3 separate regions of the Mus musculus genome follow, and regions 1 and 3 are each linked to region 2. The links are chromatin contacts, called in public capture Hi-C and promoter capture Hi-C maps. All regions are on one chromosome and are shown on one strand. Each heading gives the region's core, a stretch centred on a gene start, on an enhancer-like site or on the middle of the called end of the contact. The rest is flanking DNA. Distances are from core to core; before and after follow the strand shown.

The links. Promoter capture Hi-C pulls out the DNA fragments that hold promoters and counts their contacts. Capture Hi-C pulls out chosen DNA fragments and counts their contacts.
Region 1: a capture Hi-C map of embryonic stem cells shows a contact between it and region 2, with 2.7 times the contacts expected there. The contact joins the promoter of St8sia1 here to the promoter of Spx in region 2. A contact is called at or near these places in 1 of 39 promoter capture datasets (liver) and 1 of 9 other capture datasets (embryonic stem cells).
Region 3: a contact with region 2 is called in a promoter capture Hi-C map of embryonic stem cells, with 3 times the contacts expected there. The contact joins the enhancer-like site here to the promoter of Spx in region 2. A contact is called at or near these places in 4 of 39 promoter capture datasets (cranial neural crest, embryonic stem cells, hippocampal neurons and 1 more) and 1 of 9 other capture datasets (embryonic stem cells).

The regions. Positions count from the first base shown.
Region 1 is chr6:142,962,751-142,966,206 of GRCm38.p6, reverse strand. St8sia1 (ST8 alpha-N-acetyl-neuraminide alpha-2,8-sialyltransferase 1) reads left to right here and starts at 1,755. Exons shown (of 5, transcript NM_011374.2): 1 at 1,755-2,671. The coding sequence starts at 2,439.
Region 2 is chr6:142,412,016-142,415,129 of GRCm38.p6, reverse strand. Spx (spexin hormone) reads right to left here and starts at 1,699. Exons shown (of 6, transcript NM_001242345.1): 1 at 1,684-1,699; 2 at 1,217-1,297; 3 at 1,052-1,109; 4 at 299-361. The coding sequence starts at 1,689. It also overlaps a transcript of Golt1b not described here.
Region 3 is chr6:141,494,430-141,497,702 of GRCm38.p6, reverse strand. The region is part of intron 15 of Pde3a (phosphodiesterase 3A, cGMP inhibited); the gene reads right to left. Among named protein-coding and RNA genes, the nearest start is that of Slco1c1, 28 kb to the left of the region's middle. Within about 2 kb of position 1,927, at least 41 of the 459 cell types and tissues checked have an H3K27ac peak or open chromatin away from gene starts, as enhancers often do. A contact at or near this core is called in embryonic stem cells and stem cell-derived epiblast-like cells, where this site is marked.

The sequences.
Region 1 (3,456 bases), core at 506-3,005, 550 kb before region 2:
TAAATGGGAAAGGTTTTCATGGGTCCTCATGATCCCTGTATGATCTTTTGCTTGTAGGTTTATTTCGTTTACTGTAAATTCAGCTATATGGAGACCTGGAGGAAGAGAAATTGGGATCATTTGTGCTTTGTTTAAGTTATAGGGAGGAAAAGTGATTGATGATGTGTCTACAGCCCTCAAAGATGGCAAATGTCCCCATCTTGCCTTCCTAGAACAGAGGAAGTTTGGGGTGAGAGGGATCTTCATTTTATTTTAACATTTATTATATTTTAAAATTATGTGCCTGTAATGGTGTGGAGGTTTGTATATGTATGTGCAGGTGCCTTCAGAAGACCTCCCCTCCCCCTCCCCAGTCAGATATGTAATTGTGAGCTGCCTGCCCGCAGTGAGTGCTAGGAACTGAATACAGGTCCTCTAAAAGAGCAGCAAGCTTCTAACAGCGGCAAGAGCAGTCTTTTTTTTTTTTTTTTTTTTTTGGTTTTTCGAGACAGGGTTTCTCTGTGTAGCCCTGGCTGTCCTGGAACTCACTTTGTAGACCAGGCTGGCCTCGAACTCAGAGATCCGCCTGCCTCTGCCTCCCAAGTGCTGGGATTAAAGGCGTGCGCCACCACGCCCGGCGGTAAGAGCAGTCTTTATTTGCTTCTATCAGCGGCAAGGGCAGTCTTTATTTTAACTAACGGTATTTGGTTCCACTGGGGAGCATTGAGCAGTCTTCCTAAGAAAAGCATTGCAATGCTGGTAGAGGTTGGTTGGCACCAAAGTCTCAAGTTTCACCTCTCCCTACTGAAGGTGCTAAAAAAGACTGCAGGGCACAAACTAGTCACTGTGGGCCGTCTGGAGTGCTGCTCTTGGCTGAACAAATGGAACTGTGGCCTGAGATTTCAGTCCTGTGACGACTAAGCTAGCTGGTTTTGGAGGCTGCAGACTTTCTTCTTTGTCCTTGCACAGGATGCTTAAGCAAATAGAAGAGACTGCCGCTAGGAGGTACCCGAGCCTTTTCCGACTTCTGCTAGGGCGAGCAGAAATGGCTTACTGTGAGTCTCTCCTCTAGGCGGGTCCAGGCGGGTTGCACGTTTCCAAGGTCGTGGTTGTGATAAGCTTGCCTTTGCAGCCTTTTAAGAATAAACAGCTTTTTAGTCTACAGAGGCGTTATCTCCTCCAAGGTCTGCGGGAGAACACCAGCCACAAGCATATGAGGATGCCCCTCTGTTCTCGGAAGGGTGGAGGCAAGGTGGTGGATCCCAGTGTGCATGCATCTCCCCTTGTGCCCAGTAGCAGCAGTGTGTGTGTGTGTGTGTGTGTGTGTGTGTGTGTGTGTATGTGTGTGTGTGTGTTCGCGCGCGCGGACGTGTATGTGCGTGCCTGAGCGTGTGAGCTCGCGCCCGCGCGTGCACGCAAGTGCGTGCATGGAATCGTAGCTCAGCACGGGCTGATCTGATTAAGGGAGCCGAGGAAGGAATAAATATTCGCCAGCCTCCTCACTGCTCAGTTATAACCAATCAATTGCAGAAAGGAGAGGGAGACAGCAGCCTGGGCACAAGGTGTGCGGGTCCCCAATCTGTGCATACTCCGGGATAGACATATGCGCGTGTGCATGCACGCACCAGAGGGGCTGCTGCTCTTATTGTCTGCCTCCCTCTGCAGAGAACAAGGGCAGCGGCGAGGGGCCTGCACCCTGGGCTAGCGTCGCGGCCCCAAGCAGGTCACGGGAGGCAATTTCGCGGGTGGGGGAGGGCGGGGGAGACCTTGATTTCCACCAATCCCGGGGCGCGTGTCTGCGGAGTCCAGGGCGCAGCAGAAGGCTGCGGCGCACCGCTGAATGAACTGATGAGAGAGAGTTCTAGGTTTGCCCGTGAGGGGCGCGGAGTGAGGGTCCTGGCGGGCGCGGCCGAGGCGCCGGGGGTGGGGTAGCGGTCCCGGGCCATCGTGGAAATTTCCAAGGACTTGGTGTGGCGCGGAGAGCGCATCTGGGGGGTGCCGGGCACCGCGGCGGCGCAGGAGGCGGGGAAAGGGCGGTGCAGGGCGCAGGAGCATCTCTTTCTGGAAGGGACACAACCCATCAGACGTCCGGGAGCCAGCCGCGCCTCTTCCAGGACCCCAGCCGAGGGCGACGGTGATGCTGCAGTAAGGGCGGGAGCCACCGGCCCCACTGCTCTTAGACTCCTTCATCGCCCGCTGCCTGCAGGGAAAGAGACTAAGGCTTGTGATTTGCCCGGAGGCCACTTCCTTTAGCAAGACATCCCAGTAAAAGTTGCATTGGCGAAGATCCTTGTAGCTGACCTCTGGGGCCGTGGCGTGGGGGTTCCCCAGCCGTGCGTTTGCGAGCTGGAAAGCCAAAGGTGTGTGTGCATGGGGGGCCGGCCACTGGAGCATCCTTCACTGCCACTTTGTCCAGCGTTGTGCTGAGGGTACACTGACCCTGGGACATCGAGGCTGCGATGAGCCCCTGCGGGCGGGCCCTACATACGTCCAGAGGGGCCATGGCCATGCTAGCTCGGAAATTCCCGCGTACCCGGCTACCCGTAGGAGCCAGTGCCCTCTGTGTGGTGGTCCTCTGTTGGCTCTACATCTTCCCTGTCTACCGGCTGCCCAACGAGAAGGAGATTGTGCAAGGGGTGCTGGCACAGCGGACGGCTTGGAGGACGAACCAGACGTCAGCCAGTCTCTTCAGGTACCTACTGCTGGCCGTTGCTCCCCTCCAGCATCCCTTCCTGCTAGTGTGCAGAAGACAGGGTCGCTTGTGAGGCTTCTCTGTCCTGTGCCCTCTGTGCCGTGCCCAACCTAGAGACTTAAGTCAGGGTCTCTGTCCCATCCCTCATCCCAAGAGACGTTTCAAGGTACCTTTGCAAAATCAAGGATTTTTTTGGTCTGTCCCTAGTCTGTGTTGTATTTGCAATTGACCCATCTCTGTGGGAAGGGAGACCCAGAACAACTTAGAGACTGTTACTTTCAGAGAATTTATTTTTTAGCCTCCGTAGATGTTTGGTGCTAAAGAGAAGTAAGCTAGAAGTAGGTTAAGAAGCGTTCCGGGGCAGTTTGTAACACAAATCAACCATGCAGGAGTGATGGGCAAACCTCCAGTCACGAAACCATGAAAACTAGCCAGGCCTTCGCCGTGGCTTTGCGCAGTGTGTCCATTGCGAGTCCGGAGCACGGAACCATGACCCACTAAGGATCGGACCTGCACGATTTTTGTGTTGAAATTTCAACACATTTTTGATGACATATTTTCTCTTCTGACCAATTCTTCTGTAGAACAAGTTACTAGCCCAAGGTCATTCATTATCTACGACGAAGTCCAGGTGCCCAGGTGCTGGACTCTTTACCACTCCAAAGCACCAGTCCCCCCTTTTGTCTTAGTCTCAGGAATGTTTGTGGGAGGTGTACGTGAGGGAAGGGCTTGGATTCAGAAAACAAAACCCAAGGCCGCGTTTGAAAGAGGACAGCACAGGGTTC
Region 2 (3,114 bases), core at 450-2,949:
CTGGCTCAATCATTCGTTCATAGCTTTTAACTTAATTGCGTTTGGTTAAAAACCTTTGGCGGCTGTTTCTAATCATTTAGGAGAAAGATATACTTGAAATGTCTAAGTGATTATTTAGTAGCAATTGCTATTTAGGAAGAGAAAGATCAAGGCTCTTTCCAGAAATACCCGGAGAGGGGGCTTCTCTCTGCCCTGTGTCTGTGCTACAGACCCTGCCAGTTTGGGGACCCGGGCTCACTAGCCGCCTGCTAGGGGACAGGGCAGGTGGAACCCCGCCATAGGCGCAGCGCTCGCTCACCTGGAGGCGGCCGGTCTGCAAGCTCCTTCCTACGGCTCTGGTCGGAGAGGAAGCGGCGGCCCTCTGCGGGGGGTGGGAAGGGGGAGGGGTGGGACACGAGGAGGACTGAGGCAGACAGCTAGACCCCAGGATCAGGGAGATCGCGGGTTCCCGCCAGGGATGCGACCTCGATTCGGAGAGCAGCCCCAGTGGGATTCGCGCGTGCCTCTCTCTTTCCTTCCACCCCTTCCCTTCCTCTCTCCCTTCCTAACTTCTTTTGCCATTCTATGCTCCTCTACCAGGCACCTTCTTTGTTCAATCATTAGTTCTCTAAATTCAATCAGCCAGCTTTCCTTCATTCCCTCCCCTTCTCCCTCCTCTCCTTCCTTCTTATCCCCCACTTTTCCCTCCCCCCTTTCCTTTATTTCGCCTTTCTTGAACCCTTCTCCAGCTCTTTCTTATTTCCTCCCTCCTCCTTTTTCCTTTTTTCCCTGACAGGATCTTAGTTTGACCTGGAGCCCACTAGGTAGCCCAAGCTAGCATTTCTCCTGCCTCAGCTTCGAGAGTGCCAGGTCACAGTAGTGACCCCAAACACCTCTTTGGGGGAGGGTTTCTGGCCATCAGAGTATTTTTGTCCCACCTGCCCACTCCTATGGTTTCTGGATTGTCTGAAATCCTAATTATTTACTGGAGCCGGCTGTGACCCTGTCTCTTAGGAGTCCCCGGATGTCTCCCATCACCCTCCGTGAGGAGAATAAGGAGTATGGAACTCACGTGCACCCTTCAGATAGAGCATAGCTTGGGGAGTCCAGTTCCTCTTCTCAGAGAGTCGCTGCAGTGCAGGGAGGAGAGAAGAATCGTTATTACAATGCAGCGGGTGGAAAAAGCAAAAACAGAGGCTGCCTAGTCCGAACCCGGGGTTTGTGTTCTCTGCATTACCTGTGGAGCACCGCTGGAGTTTTCCAGCGCAGACAGCACCAGGAGAAGGACCACGGCTGTCACTGCCAGGACGCTGGGCCCCTACAAGACACATCGACCAAACACAGCCTCATCGGACGGAGTGTGGCTGCATTTGTTTTTTTGTTTGTTTTTTGTTTGTTTGTTTTCGTTTTGCTTCCTCTTCAGAGAGGACAGTAGGCCCCTTACTTCACTCAGTATATGATCCCACCTTCTAGTTAATCCATAAAGAGTAACTTTAAAAATTAGAAAGATATGATTTTCATAACTTCACCCAAATAAAGAATTGGTGGATAAGTTCTATTCAGCAAAATCAGGTTGCACTATTTAAAGGCACTATTCTTCAAATGTCCAGTCACTACAATGCTCAGTACATATAACCTAGATAGAAAGGTAGACAGTTTATAGAACAGCTGGAAAGATATCGGGTGCACACATCTGCTGCTTACCTTCATGTTCCGACCCTGTCCAGAGCCCCACAATCTCTCGCCCTACCTTCCAGTCTTCTAAACTTGTTACAACCCCCGGGCTTTAAAAACTCCTAGTGTTGGAGTCTGCACAGAGGAGAGGAGACCACGAGGGTAGCTTGTCAATCTTCAGAACTGAGCGGACCTGATGACTCCTCTGGGGAGGTCTAATTGGCAGAAATAGGACAATGATTGATGAGCGGATATCATTTGTTTGGGAACTGACCACACCAGCCAGGAGACATTCTGACTGTATCAGCACCGTCACCTTTGTTTTTCCTGTTAGCTGCCCAATGCATTTCACCATTATGAATGAAACAAATGTAACTGTGGGCGGAGATGAATCACCCCTGTGAACACCAAAAGGTTAGCGAGCCTCAGAGGAACTTGACACCAGTCATTCATCTACTCAAGTGTCCATCTAGTCAGTGATTTAACAAATATGTGTTGAATGGCTACCTCCTACCTCTTGGTCTCAAGCTAATCTTTTAGTTAGGGGAGGACTCTCTCTACGCTACTGGCACCATGCTTAGGTTAGTAAGTAAAGGCAGCCAAGATGACATGACAGGGCAGTGCTGGGTTATTTTAGAGGGAGATTTGAAAAAGAAGATTCCAGGGAATTTGAAATTAGTATACCAGTTACAAGTTACAGACAGGCAGACAGACAGACACACCACACACACACACACACACACACACACAGAGAGAGAGAGAGAGAGAGCAGAAACAGCAAATAGCTTGGTTTATTTGAAGCAGAGGAAGGCAGTAATACTGTGTGGAGTAGGGGTGGTGGCATCACAAGGAAGGGCACTTGGAACTGGCTAGCACATATTCAAATGGTCTCAAGCAAAAGGCTGAGGTGGAAGGTTGGACCAGGAGTGGGAGGAATGGAGAGATAGAAATGACTGGATGTGGAAAACAGGACTAGCAGGTAAGACAGACATGAGAGTAGGTAGGAGAAAATAAGTCAGCCAAGGATGTTACTTAGAGTTTTGGCTCAAGCGTGGGTAAATGAAACAGTTTAGAGGAACCACAGAGACTTCCTAAGAAACCAAATTATGAACGCACAGAAAGAAAAATGTGTATTCGACAGGCAAGTAGAAACATAAGCCAGGTGACTGGAAATGCCAGACTTAGGAGCCCAGCAAAGAGGCAGTTAGCTTAGTCTTTCCCTTTCTAAACATTGAAGTGACCCACTGTAAGAACTGCAAGAATTCTAAGAATTTAAAAGTGGAGGAAAGATTGGGCATGTGTGAAGCATCCCTAAGAGGAATGGGCAGAGCTATGGAAGCAAACATACAGAAGCTGCACAGTAAAGGTCCAAGAAAAGAGGCGATGAACAGCAGAGTGATCAGAAACAAAGGAGTCATTTCAGGTCAGCGATGTTGAGAGCCCAAGGGACTGGTGACACAG
Region 3 (3,273 bases), core at 678-3,177, 920 kb after region 2:
TTTTCAACTTCAAAGAACCTTGAATCACCTGCAAGATTGGCCTTTGGGCATTTCTGCAGCGGTGGGTGGGGTGGGACGCCTCACCCACTATGGGTGGCACTATTCCCTAGGTAGGGGTCTTAGAATGCATATGAGAGGAGACAGTGAGTGGAGCAGTAGCATGCAAGCAGTGACTCATTGTTCTCTAGTTCCTGGCTCTGGATGCAATGTGACCAGCTCTCTATAGATCTTGACACTGTGACTTTCTCACAATGATGAGATGTAACCTGGAATTGTGAGATAAAATAGCGTTTCTCCCTGAGTCATTTTGGTCAGAGTATTTTATAACAGCAATAAAAATGTAACCAAGATACTATTGCTCTTAGCTTGACTGAATTGTAAGCGCAGGGACGCACCCTAACTCCTACCTCCAGATCCTGGTCTCCCTCCTCTCAGAACTTTCACTTTAGAAAGCCTCTGATTGGAAATCAGTTCTCTGATCCTTTGCAATATAGATAATATAGATAAATGTTCTAGCCTGGGGACCATCCCTTTGCAAGGTGATCATAGAGAGAAAAATGGTGATGTGACCATATATCCAATGTTCACATTAGATCTATAATTCTTTACTCCTAAAATGCTGTTAGAAATCTAATGTTAAATGGCCTTAAGGAAAGAAAAGAGCATGAAAAGATGCAAGGAAGGAAGAAGTTGCGGCCCATTCTCCATTACCAGGAAGGGAGGGAAGGAGGGAGGGAAGGAGGGAGGGAAGGAGGGAGGGAGGAGTGCGGCCCTAGCAGGCCAGGAGCTTCTAGGCGATTTTCTGTTCTCAACCACCCATTTCTTAGTTTCTGTGCTGAGATTATAAATGCTAAGCCTCACCACCACCATCTTTTCACATATTGGATTCTGGGATCAGTCTTATGTAGGGAACTTTTATGTGCTAGGCTATCCTAGTCCTAATTTGGTTCTTTTAATTGGTTTATTTGATAAAGGTGGCCTAGCCTGGCTTGCTGCCAGAGCACAGGCAATAACTCTGACAACAAGCTACTTCCTCAAAACAACAACAACAATCACTTAAATACGTCATGGCTAATATTGCTAACTTGACATGACCTAGGATCAGCAGAAAGGGCAAAGCTCTGGGCGTGTCAGTGAGGGAGCTTCCAGGTAGGAAAAATCCCTCCTAACTGTGGATGGTGCCATCCTGTGGGTGGGGGTCCCAGACTGAATAAAAAGGAGGAAGCTGGCAGGTTGGTGTCCTTGAGTTGATTTTTGTTAAGCACTTTTTGAAGGAATGGGGGCAGGGAGAAAAGTAACACAATATCCTACCTCAGTAAAGAAAGTACACGAGCATACTTTACTTTTAAAAGTAAAGGAAAATTATTTTCCTGGCCAAGCTCTCTACGCCAGTTTTGTTGTAACTGTCATGAATGTAAATGACTTGTTTGTATATGTGCGTGTGTATGGAAGCCCACTTGAGTGCGTGTATGGGCAGAGCCTGCAGAAGCAAGAAGAGGGCACTGCATTTCCTGAAACTGGGGTTACAAACAGTGCTTGCATTGTGGGTGCTGGGAACTGAACTTCGAAAGAACCTTAAATGCCATTTTTTTAGCCCCAGAATAGACTTTTTACTCAGAAGTTGGTTTGAATCACAGTAGTAGGAAACCCTCTACTGCTCACGGTGTGAGCACATTTTCAGGGAAGAAGATAACAAAAGCCCCATTTCCCCCCTTTTTCCCTTTCGAGGGGCAGGCCCCAGGAGAGCAGCTGTTCTCTGATGGCTGTTAAACATTAGCAATAAACCTCTCTGGAATTATGCTGAACCAAGTGACGTAGAAGAAAGTTTGTACCAAATAAATTTGCGTAGATTAGAATCTGCAGGTGGTCTGAAACTAGCCAGCGCTGGGAGCCAAATTATTCAGCACTGGAACCTTTTGAAAGGAGAACAAAGCGCCTTTCGTGGTGCAGACTCCAAGCACAGCTTAGTACTTCATTAGAAACCTCTTAGCTCGCCCCAGGAACCTTTCAGATTTAATTATGAGGTGGGATAAAAGCCCCCTCCCTCTGGACATCACACTGCAGCATTTTATTCTGTTTCCAGGGAGACCTCCAAGTTTTGCAAACTGCACAACTCACTCACCAGTGTCTATTTAATATTCCCCACCCCCACCCCCCACCCCCCCACCCCCGCCCCTGAAATCTAAGAACAGGCTAAATCAAAGTAAACATCCCGGCCATTATGAATTCTGTAATGAAAATTACAAAGACTTCAAAAGCAAGGGAGTAAAAAATGAAGAAACCTGGGTGCCTTCGCTGATTCTACCACCATGTCATGTTGCTTATGGTTGGCTGTCAATCTTATTTTCTCCTTTATTAAAATGAGGAAGTGCCTCACTAAATGTTATGACTCTGTTCTGTGGCTAGTGTTTAAGTCTGCTAATATCACTCCACTTTTATCATTTTGGAGGCCACAAAGGTGCTTCAGAGTCAGAATTTTGGGAGCTCAAGAAATGGACCAGTGGGTAAAGTGCTTTCTGCGCCAGTACAAGGACCTCGGCTTGATCTCCAGCATCCATGTGAAAGGATGAGCACACATCTTGTGACATGCCTCTGCAATCACAGATCTGGGGAGGTGGAAGCGGGTGGGTCTCTGGAGCTCACTGGCTACCAAGCCTAGCCAAATAAATGAACTTCAAGTTCGCAAGGAAAACCCTACCTCAAAAACTATAAGTGGACATTAACCCCTGGCCTCCACATGCACCTGTACCTTCATGCACACACATGTTCCTATACATATGCATACATGCATATACACTCAAACATGTACACCAACAGATCATACTTTTAAAGCTACAGTATCTGATTGTTGTGGCAGAGATGTTTTAAATTTCAGGGTATGGGGGCTAGTTAATTACTGAAAGCCATGTGTAACTGAATCCATAGAACTCTCAATGGATGCTCTACTAGACTTGACTAAAACAGAAAGAGCAAGGGAACAACCTATCAGTGTGGAGGTTAACATGCTAGTCCAGTATTTGGACAAAGCATTCTCCACTCAAGCTTAGATGAGCAAGCTAAGCCTGCTAAATAATGGTCTTGGAATAAATCCTTCAATTCCCCATGCCTGGGTATGTACACTACTAATGTCTTTGAGTTTAAATGGCAATCCATGAAGACTCTCATCAGAGGCTCAGTTGACAAACCTCTTTTATTATATTCCAGGGGCAAACTTCTCTTCATAAGCATAGCAGCAGGCTGACTGCTTGAATTGGAAATAAAGCAAAAGAGAAA